Regions from separate parts of the Sus scrofa genome. Here region 1 is linked to region 2. A link is a contact called in public HiChIP or PLAC-seq data. All regions are on one chromosome and are shown on one strand. The core of a region is the stretch at or near the end of the contact, and the rest is flanking DNA. Distances in the headings are between cores, read along the strand shown. Region 1 holds the start of CLEC16A (protein CLEC16A). Region 2 holds the start of LITAF (lipopolysaccharide-induced tumor necrosis factor-alpha factor).

Region 1 (6,105 bases), core at 2,763-5,262, 680 kb after region 2:
ATCAGAATTAGGGCAAGAGGCATTCACGTTGTAGCTCAGGGGAAACAAATCTGACTAGCATCCATGAGGATGCGGATTTGACCCCTGGCCTCGCTCAGTGGGTTAAGGATCCGGCACTGCCATGAGGTTACAAACACGGCTAAAATCACGAGTTGCTTGGCTGTGGCATGGGCCGGCAGCCACAGCTCCAATGCGACCCTAGCCTGGCAACCTCCATATGCCGTGGGTGCGACCCTAAAAAGGCAAAAAATTTAAAGAAAAAAAATTTTTTTCAAGAGGAAAAAGGTTCCCAGATGTTTTTGTGCCCCCTCCCAAAACGGTCGATTCTAAATTCATTTAGGGAGTTCCCATGGTCCTCATCAGTTAACGAACCCAACTAGCATCCATGAGGATGAGGGTTTGATCCCCTGCCTCGCTCAGTGGGTTAAGGATCCCAAGTTGCCGTGAGCTATGGTCTAGATCACAGACTCGGCTCGGATCCTGCATTGCTGTGGCTGTGGTGTAGGCCAGCGGCTACAGCTCTGATTGGACCTAGCCTGAGAACCTCCATATGCTGTAGGTGTAGCCCTAAAAAAAAATAAAAAAGATAAATTCGTTTAACTATCTTAATCTCTTCTCTCTAGTCGCACTTAGGGCAAGAATGCATTAGGAATTGTCACTTGTCACTGGGTAATTAATTTGTACAGGTTGCCCAGGACTTTCCCAGTTTTAGCACTGAAAGTCCCGTCCCATGTCCTGGGAAACCCCTCAGTCCCAGGCACCGTGCACATCAGAGGAAGCCCAAGCCCTGTTCCACCTCCAGTCCTGTTTCCCACAACTACCAGCCCCACCTCGACATTCCTCAAACCCCAGGGTCGCCTTCTCACATGCTGCACTCCACACGGTGGCCCCTGCTTGCCCTTGACAACTCTGCTCTGGTGCTGCCTCTCCGAGAGCTTCCGAGAGGGGTTTGCGCAGAACCATGAACCTAGAGGGATCCCAGCACTTGTCACACTGCAGAGTCACTAGCTCTATGGCTGTCGCCCCCGCCAGCCTGTGAGCTCCCTCAGGGAATGGGCTGTTCTGTACTCAAGGCCCAGGACATCTCCCATCAGAGCCACGCGCGGAGTGGGCACTAGTTGTTTATGGTGGGTGCTCCTTCCCATCACTTTGGAATCTGCTAAGCCCCACAGCAAAACACCCATCACCAGGTTCTTCAGCCTGTAATATGGATTAAGCTGATCTGCCTGATCCAGGGCAGGCAGCTCCGGTTTCCAAAAAGCACCTAATAGCCCTGTGACCTAAACAATGAACCTGGGCAGTTTCTGACACTTCAAAGGAACCTGAGAACCTGGACCATTCCCTCCCTGGTTGGTTGGACAGCAAAGATGCCCCATTAGGCAAAATAACTCAGTCACGCTGAATGTCTTCCCAAACTCACTTTTTGAAAGTTTTATTTAAAAAAACCCAAAAAAAAACAAAAAACAAAAACCAGTGTAATGATGCAAACACTGAAGTTAAATCCTGGCTCTGACATTTTAGCTCTTACCACCTTGGGCAAGTGATTTAACCTCTTTGGATTTTAGTTTCTACTCTATCAAATGGTAACAATAATCCTTCCTATACCTCATGGGACTTGTGAGGACTGAAGGAAATAAGACACAGGAAGCCCTTAACAAGCACCTGGCACCGAAAATGCATTCAATAATTACTAAAGGGCTAGAGTCAGGCAGAGTTAGTGAGAGACTGCAGGTACCTGGATGCTGGCAAGAGGCCTGGCCTCCTTAGATAACCATCCTCCCCTCTCCGCCTCATCCACCCACTCTCTAAATTCCTGAGTCCTCAAGCCTCTCCCTTTGCCGTCCAGCTGCCCTCCCATTTAAGACTCCTGCTTCTCTACACACACCCTCCTGAACCTAGGCCTCTCTCCTCTCCCTGTCCCCTCTCATTGCCACCTCCCCAAACCATTCCTCACTACATAACAATCCCTCCTGCCCCCCACTCTTTGAGACCCACAAACATTAAATGCCTGCTGCATGCTAGAAAGGATACAGCTTGGAATTATAGCACCCCTGCTCCCTGCCAAATGAGAAGCCCCTACCTAACTTGCCTCCCACCAATTCTTTCCGGAGGCCCCTGTCTTCCTCCTACTGCTCCCTGTCTCCCACCTCCTCCACCCGTTTTCTATTAATAATCTTGGGTGCTCCTTCTGGAAACCAACCAATTGATTACCACAAAAGGTTGACTATCCCCCCCACCCCCACTATATCTTCCTCCCCAAAGCCGTTCCCTCCTCAAAGGTCTCAACTTCCGGCAACACACACACACACACACACACACCCTGAGCTCTGGGCTCTGCCTGCATACTCTACACCTCTCCCCGATTCATTCATTTTCTTCATTCTTTTCTCTTTCTTTTTTCCTTTTTTTCTTTTTCAGCCACACCTGCAGCATGTAGAATCTCCAGGGCCAGGGACTGAATCCGAGCTGCAGTTGTGACCTCCACCACAGCGGCGGAAACACCGGGTCCTTAGTTCACTGTGCCACAGCAGAACTCCCATGTTTTTCATTCTTTAAGTATCCACTGAGCTCCTACTGTGTGCCAGGCACAGAGCTAGATGCTGGGAATACAGGCGTAAGCAAAACAAGTTCTCTGGCCTCCTGGAGGTACCAGGTTAGGAGAAAACAGAAAAGTAGTAAAAAAAAAAAAAAAACAAATAACAACAACAACAACAACAGGGTAACTGCAGATAGTGGAGATGAATCAAACGAATGAAATCAAGAGAAAGCTCTAACAGAAAGGAATTGGGGTAAGGGAAGCAGTTTAGGTAGGGTGGTCTGAGAAGCCCTTGCCCAGCTAATAAACACAGCTACCATTATTGGCCACCTACTGAATAACAGACAGCGGATCGATCTATTTCCACGAACAGCATTACTGAATCCTTGCGCAATGTTCGTCACCCCCATTTGCACATGAGGAATCAGAGGCTCAGAGAGGTGAAGCAATTTGTCCAAGGTCACACAGCCATTAAATGGTGGAATCAGGATTTGAATGCAGATCTGACTGCAAAGCCACTCTGTACTTCTTTCTGCTTCCCAGGACCACCTCTGCCACCTGTCCTCACCCAAAGCTCTACTCTGACAGTCCCTCTTTAGACTCTCCTAAGAAACTAATTTAAAAAAAAAAATACTGTCCTTTATCAAGCACTTGGACAAGCTTCCAATTTTTTGTACATTCTCTTATTCTACCCACAAAAGAATGGTAGGAAGCAGGGGCTGTCACTATATCCATTTTACCACTGAGGAAACAGAAGCCTAAATTCACACACTTAAATTCGAACCCACATGTCTCTGACTCCAGGATCCAAACCTCCGACCCCCAAGCTGTCCAGCCTAAGAAGTACCACCCCGGGGAAGCTTGGTGCCCATTGTCCGACCCGGGCAAGAACGAAATCTGCATCCGTAAACTGAAATCTCATCCCCTTACTCTACTGATGCAAAAACCGAGACTCTGAGAAACCAAGCGACTTGCCCAAGGTCACACAGAGAGGAGCTACGGGGTCAGGGTTCAAACACAGGCGCCCTGAGCGCAGAGCCCTTAGCTCTTAACTACCACACAGCTTTTCTCGGGCGCCTCTCTCAGCCCTCCGCCTCCGCTCTCACACTTCCCAGCGCCCCCGGCCCAGGGCTATGCGCCCCCAACCCCACGTCCAGCCCCGCGGCCTCCCCCCTCTGCCCCAATACACTCACTTGAGGTGGTCCAAGGAGTGGATATTGCGGGAAGACTTGCCATGGCCCCCGCCCACCCAGCTCCGCGAGCGGCCAAACATGTCGGCGGCCCTGGCCCGTTGCTTGCTTCACGGTCTCATGCCCGAGCGGCTGAGCGGCTGGACGCCTGCTGCGGCGGCAGAAACGGAGGAGGTAACGAAGGGGGTGGCGGGGACACCACCAACCACCTTCCTATCCGGCCCACAGCCCCGCACTGACATTCAGCCGGAACCGGCCGTTCGACCGCCGCGCTTTACGGCCGCCGCCACGAGGAGAGCTGGGAAATGCAGTTCACCCTCGACGCCCCTGCTGCCAGGACTCTACGTACGAACTACAAGGCCCAGCGTGCATCACGCAACTGCGGGCCAGCGGCCTCGGAAAAGAGGCGGAGCGAGACGGGGGTAGTCCGCAGTATTGCTTGGATGGGCGGGAACGGGAAAGCTATGGGCGAAGCCCTAAGAAATGAGTCCGTGAAGATGCGTGAATAAAAGTTACCACAATATTAATAATTATTAGCTTTATGATAAGAATAAGAATACCTGTTGCTTGGCGTACTATGTGCCACTGCCCTAAGCGGCTTACATATATTGTCATTTAATTCTCTTAAAAACCCTCTGAGGTGAGTACTATTATCTCTGTTTTTAGCAGAAGGAAACTGAATCACAGAAGGGTTGACTTGTCCAAGGTCATAACAGTTATTAAGGGGCAGAACCAGGGTTCAAACCCAGGCACCCTGGTTTTTATCCCCCATGAACAAAACTGCACCAAATTGGTAACAGTCTGAATTATCCTCACAACTTTTCTTTTTCTACTAAAATTAAAAAATAAATATTGAAAGGCCTTCAAGCAACAATGTACCAAAATTGAACGTCCTGTACTTTCAGAGTTCTCTGGTCTTCACCCAAAATCCATACCATTTCCAAAACAACCACGTTTTTAAAAATAAGGAAATACCCAGCTTCCTACACCAGCCAAGATGTATCTACATTTCTCTTCTGGATTAGGAGGGAGAAATTTTGTGGAGGCAATTTTTTTCCTATGTATTCATTTCTACACCTCATAGTTATCAAAGGTCTACTGTGTCGCTTAGGACAGAATTGGACTAAGAAGCCAATGTTCTCCCCAATGCCTAGCACAAAGTTTGGCACATAATAGGTGTTCAACAAGTGTTGGCAGAGTGAATAAATGAATGACAGTTTGTTTCATTTTCACCAGTTGGAGGATTAATGGTTTGCTCTGCAGTTCACCTAAAGGAGCAAGAGACAGTCATGGAGAAAATAGGGCAGGTTCTGTCCTCCAAACACCCACAGGCCCAGAAGCTTCCAGAGTCCTTCTGTTTCTCAGTTTTCTCGTCTGTAGAAAGGGATGACATACTACACTTCCCCATCTGGCTGCAATTAAGCAATGCATGTAAAGCACCCAGCTCAGTGTGGCCTGCTTAACTGCTTTGGAGGGTGCTTTGGGCAAGATCAGTTGCTTGGTGGATGTACAGGTGTTGCCCCTGAGGAGGGGAATCAGAGGGAAATTACTTTTCTGTGTATTTCTTGGTTAAAACCACGTGCATTATTACTGCTTTAAAACAAGTTTCTCAAAGTAAAAACAAGAAGCAATTCTCCTGCTGCAGACCTGACCTGCCTTATTACGCAGATTCCCCCCACTCCCATCCCGCCCCGTACCGCGGGGCTGGACCTTCCAGCAGCCAGAATTTGGAGAGATGAAGGGGACTGGTCGATCTTCCCCACCGAGGACAATTTGCCACTTCAGGGAAATCCAAAATTTTCACTGGTAAGGTCCACCGCCCCGACCCTGCCTCTTTTTTCAACTGGTAAATTGACTCCCAAAAAGGCTTGGCGCCAATACTCAAATCCAGCAGGTGCTAATGAAACCAAGGTTTCCCTCAGTTTTGGTAGCCTTAGGATACGTCTAGGTTTGAAATGTGTTCTAACTCTTTCCCTTCCCCCTACTCCGTCGCGGATTCACTGAGAAAATTGTATTCCAGATCTGCTCTGAGTCCGGAACTAGGAAAGAAACTCAGCAGCCAGCACCTCGAGGGGCGGAGCGCGGAGGTACCCGCCCATCTGACGGCTCGGGCCAATCAGTGTTGGCTTTGAGGTTACCAATCAGCGCAGGCTGGGGCGGCGGGCCAATCAGCGCGGGGCTGCTCCGGAGGCGGTGCTCGGAATGCGACCAGGAGAGCGACGCGGCGGCCGCAGCTATGGGCGCTGGGCCTTCGGGGGCGCGGAGAGGGCTCGAGGAACGGCTGGGCGCGGCTGAAGAGACCGCCGCCGGGACTGGCCCTTGAGATGACCCGCGGCGAGGGTCCCCGCAGGCGCTGCGAGGGCCCGTGAGCGCGAGCGG
Region 2 (6,186 bases), core at 1,531-4,030:
AATGGCCTCTTGTGTGAAATGAAATGCCCCATCTGGGCCTGGCACGCAAATGGGGGTCTCTCTCTCTCTCTCTCTGTGGCAGATCCCATTTGACCAACAGGAGCCTGCAGTGGTGACAGCCAGGATTTAAGGCATTGCTGATAGAAGTTTTTAAAAAATAGGAGTTCCTGTCGTGGTTCAGTGGTTAACTAACCCAACTAGTATCCCTGAGGATGTGGGTTCAATCCCTGGCCTTACTGAGAGGGTTAAGGATCTGGTGTTTCTGTGAGCTGTGGTGTAGGCCGCAGATGTGGCTCGGATCCCACATGGCTGTGGCTGTGGTGTAGGCTGGCAGCTACAGCTCCGATTCGACCCCTAGCCTGGGAACCTCCGTATGCCGCCGGAGCGGCCCAAGAAATGGCAAAAAGACAAATAAATAAATAAAATAAAATAAAATAAATATATAAAATATATATAATAAATACATATAGCCTTTTAATATGGGAGAGGGATGAATTTCCCACACAGAAGAATTCCAAATAATTCATCTCAATCAGCCAGGTCACCATCGACAGTGACAGGTCACCTTGAGGCCATGTGCCCTTGATATGTTTTTGATGAAAAATGCCTTTCACCTCTGTGGGCTTCCTCCCCAAACACAGCACCCCATTCTAATCATGAGAAAACCACAGGACAAATCCCAATTGAGGGATTTGACAGCTCTTCCCGAAAAGTGTCAAGGTGATAAAAATCAGGACAGTCTGAGAAACTGTCACAGCCCGGAGGAGCCTGCAGTCGGATTCTGCATAATGTGGTGTCCTGGAAGGGATCCTGGAACAGAAAAAAAGACTTTTTTGGGAAAAAAAAAAACCAAAAACCTGGGGAAATCTGAATAAAGCCCAGACTTTAGTAAATAATAATGTGTCACTGTTAATAATAGAGGAAGCTGGATGCGAGTGCATGGAATTCTCAACCCTACGTTCACCATCTTTCTCTAAATCAAAAACCATTCTAAAATTTAAAGTTTCTTTAAAAAAATTTGAGGGTGGACATAGATTGCTAACTTCTTATTTTGACTAGTAAAGCCATTAAAAACCTCCCCAACCACTCTCCACCCCAGTCTTTCCTTTTGCTGTTGTCGTTGATGTTTTGTAAGTTTTTTTTTTTTTTTGGCCACACCTTGAAGCCTGCGGAAGTTCCTGGGTGGGCCAGAGATCTAACCTGCACCACGGCAGCAGTGACCCAAGCTGCTACAGTGACAATGCTGGATCCTTAAGCCCCACAAGGGACTGCCCCCCCCCACATACTGTTTCATAAAAGAAAAGAGGTTTGTAACAGCAAGAAAACCTCCAACTTGGAGTTTCCTGGTGATCTAGCAGTGGTTAAGGATCAGGCGTTGTTGCTGCTGTGGCCTGGGCTCGATCTAGGGCCTGGGAACTTCCACAGGTCGCAGGCATGGCCAGAAAAAAAAAGGCAAACACTCAAGTGGCAGCAAGGGATATGTCTATCAACGAATGAAGAGACATAGCATGTGGTCTATTATTACAGTGGAGTATCATTCAGCCTTAAAGAGGAATGTAGCCTGGCTACGTGTTACAACACAGATGAAACTTTTTTTTTCTTTTTGTCTTTTTGCCATTTCCTGGGCCGCTCCCGCGGCATATGGAGGTTCCCAGGCTAGGGGTCCAATCAGAGCTGTAGTCACCAGCCTACACCAGAGCCACAGCAACTCGGGATCCGAGCCGCATCTGCAACCTACATCACAGCTCACGGCAATGCCGGATCCTTAACCCACTGAGCAAGGCCAGGGATCGAACCCTCAACCTCATGGTTCCTAGTCGGACTCGTTAACCACTGAGCCACGATGGGAACTCCAACACAGATGAATCTTGAAAACACGCTGAGTGAGAGAAGCTGGTCCCCAGAGACCGCAGATTGTACGATTCCATTTACACGAAACATTCGGAATAGGCAAATTCATCAAGAGGGACATTAGTTCGTGGTTGCCAGGGCTGGGATGAATTGGGGGAAAACAGCAGTGGGGGGCCATTGCGAGGGGGTCTGGGCTTTGAGGCAGGGTGATGATAGTGTTGTAGAATGGATTGTGGCGATAGTTGCACTGTTCTAGAAATATACGAAAAGCCGTGGGATTGTACACTGGGAATTGTGTGTGACGTCTCTCTTGGCTGCTCCTCTTTCCAGCCCTGTGCCAGCTCAGCTCCCTGGGCAGCCCTGAGCACAGGGGTCCGCCCCCCCCAATTTCCCACCTGGAGGATGCAGGTGTTGAATCAGGTACATTCTGAGGCTACATCCAGCGCCAAGAGCTTATGATTTTGTTTTGACAGATGGTTACGTTTTCACCAGAGCCACCTGCCCACAGAGACCTGGGATAATAGAGGCCAAAGGTGGCCCATCAGCTCAGAAACCTGTAATTCCGCACATGCCCAACCATCCACAGGGACCGGAAGGAGCCGAGCAGACGCCAGCGGAAACCCACAGATGTTTGCAATTGACAACAGACCCATCAGCAGATGTCCTTAAAGAATTTGCCGGCACCTGCTGCCTGTTTACCAATGCTCCCTCCGTGAAGTTCACCTTCAGCTCACGGTGACCACCGCCACCGCCGCCGCCACTGGGGCCCCAAGTCGGGGATGCCTAGCTCGGGTGGCCCCTTGCTCTAGCCCCCAAGGACAGTCACTTGACCTCTCTGAGCCAGAGATGCTGCATGTGTGAAGGAGAAGTGGTAACGCTCACCTCCTAGGATGGCGGTGACGATTCGAAATGAAAACGTCTAGGGCCCTTGGCGTGGGGTCAGCTCCAGGTAGGTGCCCGGTCAGTGGCAGCTGTTGTGATTCCTCACCTCTTAGCCTCCGTTTCCCCAGCTGGGTTTGGACAGGGCTTATCTAGATCAGTGGTTCTCAGTTGGGGGTGATTTTACCCCCCAGCTGTGGGGCAAGGGAAGCTGCTGGCATCAGGTGGCGTCGGAGATGCTGCCAACGTCCGACAGGGTGCAGGACAGCCACGCACAGCGGGGGATTGTCCAGCCCCAAATGTCCACATGATCTGTATTAAGAAACCCTGGACTAAGTTCATCTCTGCGTTTCCCTCGCAGTAGAGGAAGTTTGGGTTGGGTCTGTGTTGCCTTGTGCTGGGAGGGGTCTGGAGCATCCAGGCTTTCAACCCGGACGTGGCCCCGTAGACTGGACCTCGGGCCTGGGACACTTCCTCCCAGGAGGCAAAGAGGCCCCTCAGCCTCAAAGCCTCATGTGGGGACCTTGTTCCTGTTTCAGGCCCAACGTGTGCATGTTTGTCTGGCTTAAGTGTGTGCATGTGTCACGGGGCGCTTGGCCAGCCTCACTGCTGTATTGTCCCCTGTGGGGAGGGGACAGGGTCCTGTGTTCAGTGACACAGGAGGGGTGCATGGATCAACTGCTGGGAGAGACCCGCTGGCCGTGGGGGACCGGATAGAGCTATTAGTATGTGGTGTATTGTCTGTTTCCCGCCCCCGCCTCATACGTCAGTCAACTACCAATGACTGTATGATGGTTGCACAGCTCTGAATGTACTAAAAATCATTGAAATGTACACTTTAAATGAGTTGATTGTAGGGTGTGTGAATTATATCTCAATGCATCTGTTAGAAAAAAAAAAAAGTGGATTCCAAGGTGCTTAGCTGAGCCAGGTTGTATTCAGGGTATTTCCTTAAAAGCCACACGTTTGGCCTCCAGGGGGCTGTGTTCGGCTGGTGAGACTTCGACATTTTTCCTTCTGTGCTGCTTGCAGTTACCTAGATTCCTTCATCTGCCTGTCTCCCATCCGGCGCCAAGATATCACGTGATCTCCATATGCTGCCTCAAGTTGCCAGGGTGCCTCGGCTGTGTCCCCATCCGCCTCCAGGCCATCCATTCCTCAGAATCAGTCTCTCACTCCAGCTGCGGTTACTCTTGCGAAGAGCCTCCGGGGGGAGTGTCCATTGTGGCTCAGTGGATTAAGAACCTAACTGGTATCCATCAGGGTGCGGGTTTGATCCCTGTCCTCGCTTAGTGGGTTAAGAATCCAGCATTGCCTGAGGCAAGCTGTGTAAGTCACAGACATGGCTCGGATCCCATGTTGCTGTGGCTGTGGTGTAGACCACCAGCTGTAGTTCTGATTCAACTCCTAGCCTGGGAACCTCCATATGCCGTGGGTGCGGCCCTAAAAAGCAAAAAAACAAAAAAAGGCCTCCTGGGGGTGGGGGATCAGGGCAAGCAAGAGGCTGTACCATGAATAGAAGGGTTTTAATGCGGGGACCAGCCTCACAGCTGCTGGGATTGTCAGAGGCCTGGGAACCTGGGGCAGGAGGGTGGCTGCAACCTGGTGCCCTTGACCTGGAGGTCACACGGTAGGTCTGCTCACCTGCTCCTGACCAACTGTGCAGAAGCCAAGAGTCTCGAGACCAGAGTTCCCGTTGTGGCCCAGCGGAAATGACTAGGAACCACGAAGTTGCGGGTTCAATCCCTGCCCTTGCTCAGTGGGTTAAGGATCTGGTGTTACCATGAGCTGTGGTGTAGGTTGCAGATGTGGCTTGGATCTGGCGTTGCTGTGGCTGTGGTGTAGGCCAGTAACTGTAGCTCTGATTTGACCCCTAGCTTGGGAATCTCCATATGCTGCCTCAAGTGTGGCCCTAAAAAAAAAAAAAAAAGAGTCTCAAGACCAATTTGAGATAATGGCGGTGGCAGCTGGGTGCAGAGGGAGGCTCCTGGGCCCTGGAGATGCACGGGTTTGAGTCCCACCTCTGCCAGCCCCCGGCTACGGACTCTAGGCATGTGGTCTCCCTTACCCAAGCCTCAGCTCCCCCATCTGTAAAGCGGGGCTAACAGCACCATGTCGCTTGTAAGTTTGTGGTTAAAAAAAACCAAGGCAGTGACGTATTCTAGAAATACTTGGCCTGCGCTGTAGTGTGGATTGGGATCAGCTGCGTGTGAGGTTCTGGCGTTTAGCCCCGAGGTAATTCTGGCAGGCTGTGTGACCCTGGGCAAAGCCCTCAACCTCTCTGAGCCCTGTAGCTACATCTGTGAAATGGAGAGAGCAGTTCTGCCTGTTTCACAGGAGCGCAGGCGAGGATTAAGCGGGACTTGGGACTCGGCGCAACAGGTACCCGGTGGGCCTTGCCGCTCGGGGCCTCTTGACCTGGCTCTCGCCCTCCACACTGGCCGCCCCTCCAAACGGGCTCTCTATGGCCTTGCCTCCTCCCTCCCCGCGGTATCCTATCTGTGAGGGGGGCTTGAGTCCAGCTGAGCTGCATGGAGAACTGGGCCGGGGTGAGTTTGGAATAAACCTCATGGTGTCATGGTTACAGCGATGCCGTTCCAGCCCCTGGCCGTGACTTGCCATTAGGATGCAGTTTCCCGCGGGTGGGTGTCCTTGGGACCAGCTAAAGGGGCCATCCCGACCCCCCCATCCCAGCATCGGATGAAAAGACCTTGCAGCCGATCCCTTGCCTGGCAAACAGGGGTGAATGTGGTCGTGATGAAGCGTTGTGATTCGCGGCACCTTTGGCTGCTTGTGCCCCTGGGGCTGGTGGCGCATCAAAGAGGAAGAGTCATCCAGAGTTCTGTCTGCATGGCATGTGTCCCTTTGTCTTTATGAAATCTTTCATAACAATAACCTCAGTCCAGCACGGCTGCTCCCGTGTACGTGACTCGTGACATCACCTCATCTCCCCTTCGGTTTCCCAGGCGGCAAAACAGCGTCAGGAAGAGATTCCCCCCCCCCCCATTTGCTCATTTGTCCTCCACTGACTCTGCGTTCGGTCATTGCACAAACCCGGGTTGAACACCTGCTGGTGTACCTGCTATGACCCAACCGTGCGCTCCTGATGAGGTCCCCACCCTCACAACTGGGACATTCCAGTGTGGGGGCAGTCAGGAGACAAAAAGATCTAAATCGACAAATTGGGAGTTCCCACTGTGGCTCAGCAGTAACGAACCCGCCTAGTAACCATGAGGATGTGAGTTCCATCCCTGGCCTCGCCCAGTGGGTTAAGGCTGGCAGCTGCAGCTCTGATTCGACCCCTAGCCTGGGAACCTCCATAGGCCACACATACATCCACTCCCCCCCCCACAAAAAAAGTAAATTGACAAATTGTGGGGCCAGGAAGGAGAAGAGCCATGTTCTGGGACCTGGGGAGGGAGTCCAGGTGGAGGGGCGTTGATGTGAGCTGAGCCC

Evidence for each region. HiChIP or PLAC-seq counts read pairs in DNA pulled down with a chosen protein or histone mark.
Region 1: a contact with region 2 is called in an H3K27ac HiChIP or PLAC-seq map of alveolar macrophages. The contact joins the promoter of CLEC16A here to the promoter of LITAF in region 2. A contact is called at or near these places in 1 of 47 Hi-C or Micro-C datasets (retroperitoneal adipose tissue) and 1 of 2 datasets of contacts at active chromatin or transcription factors (alveolar macrophages).

What each region holds. Positions count from the first base shown.
Region 1 is chr3:32,154,331-32,160,435 of Sscrofa11.1, forward strand. CLEC16A (protein CLEC16A) reads right to left here and starts at 4,013. Exons shown (of 25, transcript XM_021086617.1): 1 at 3,730-4,013. The coding sequence starts at 3,809. It overlaps DEXI (dexamethasone-induced protein), which reads left to right and starts at 5,892. Exons shown (of 2, transcript XM_003124598.4): 1 at 5,892-6,105.
Region 2 is chr3:31,479,825-31,486,010 of Sscrofa11.1, forward strand. LITAF (lipopolysaccharide-induced tumor necrosis factor-alpha factor) reads left to right here and starts at 2,781. Exons shown (of 4, transcript XM_021086604.1): 1 at 2,781-2,800.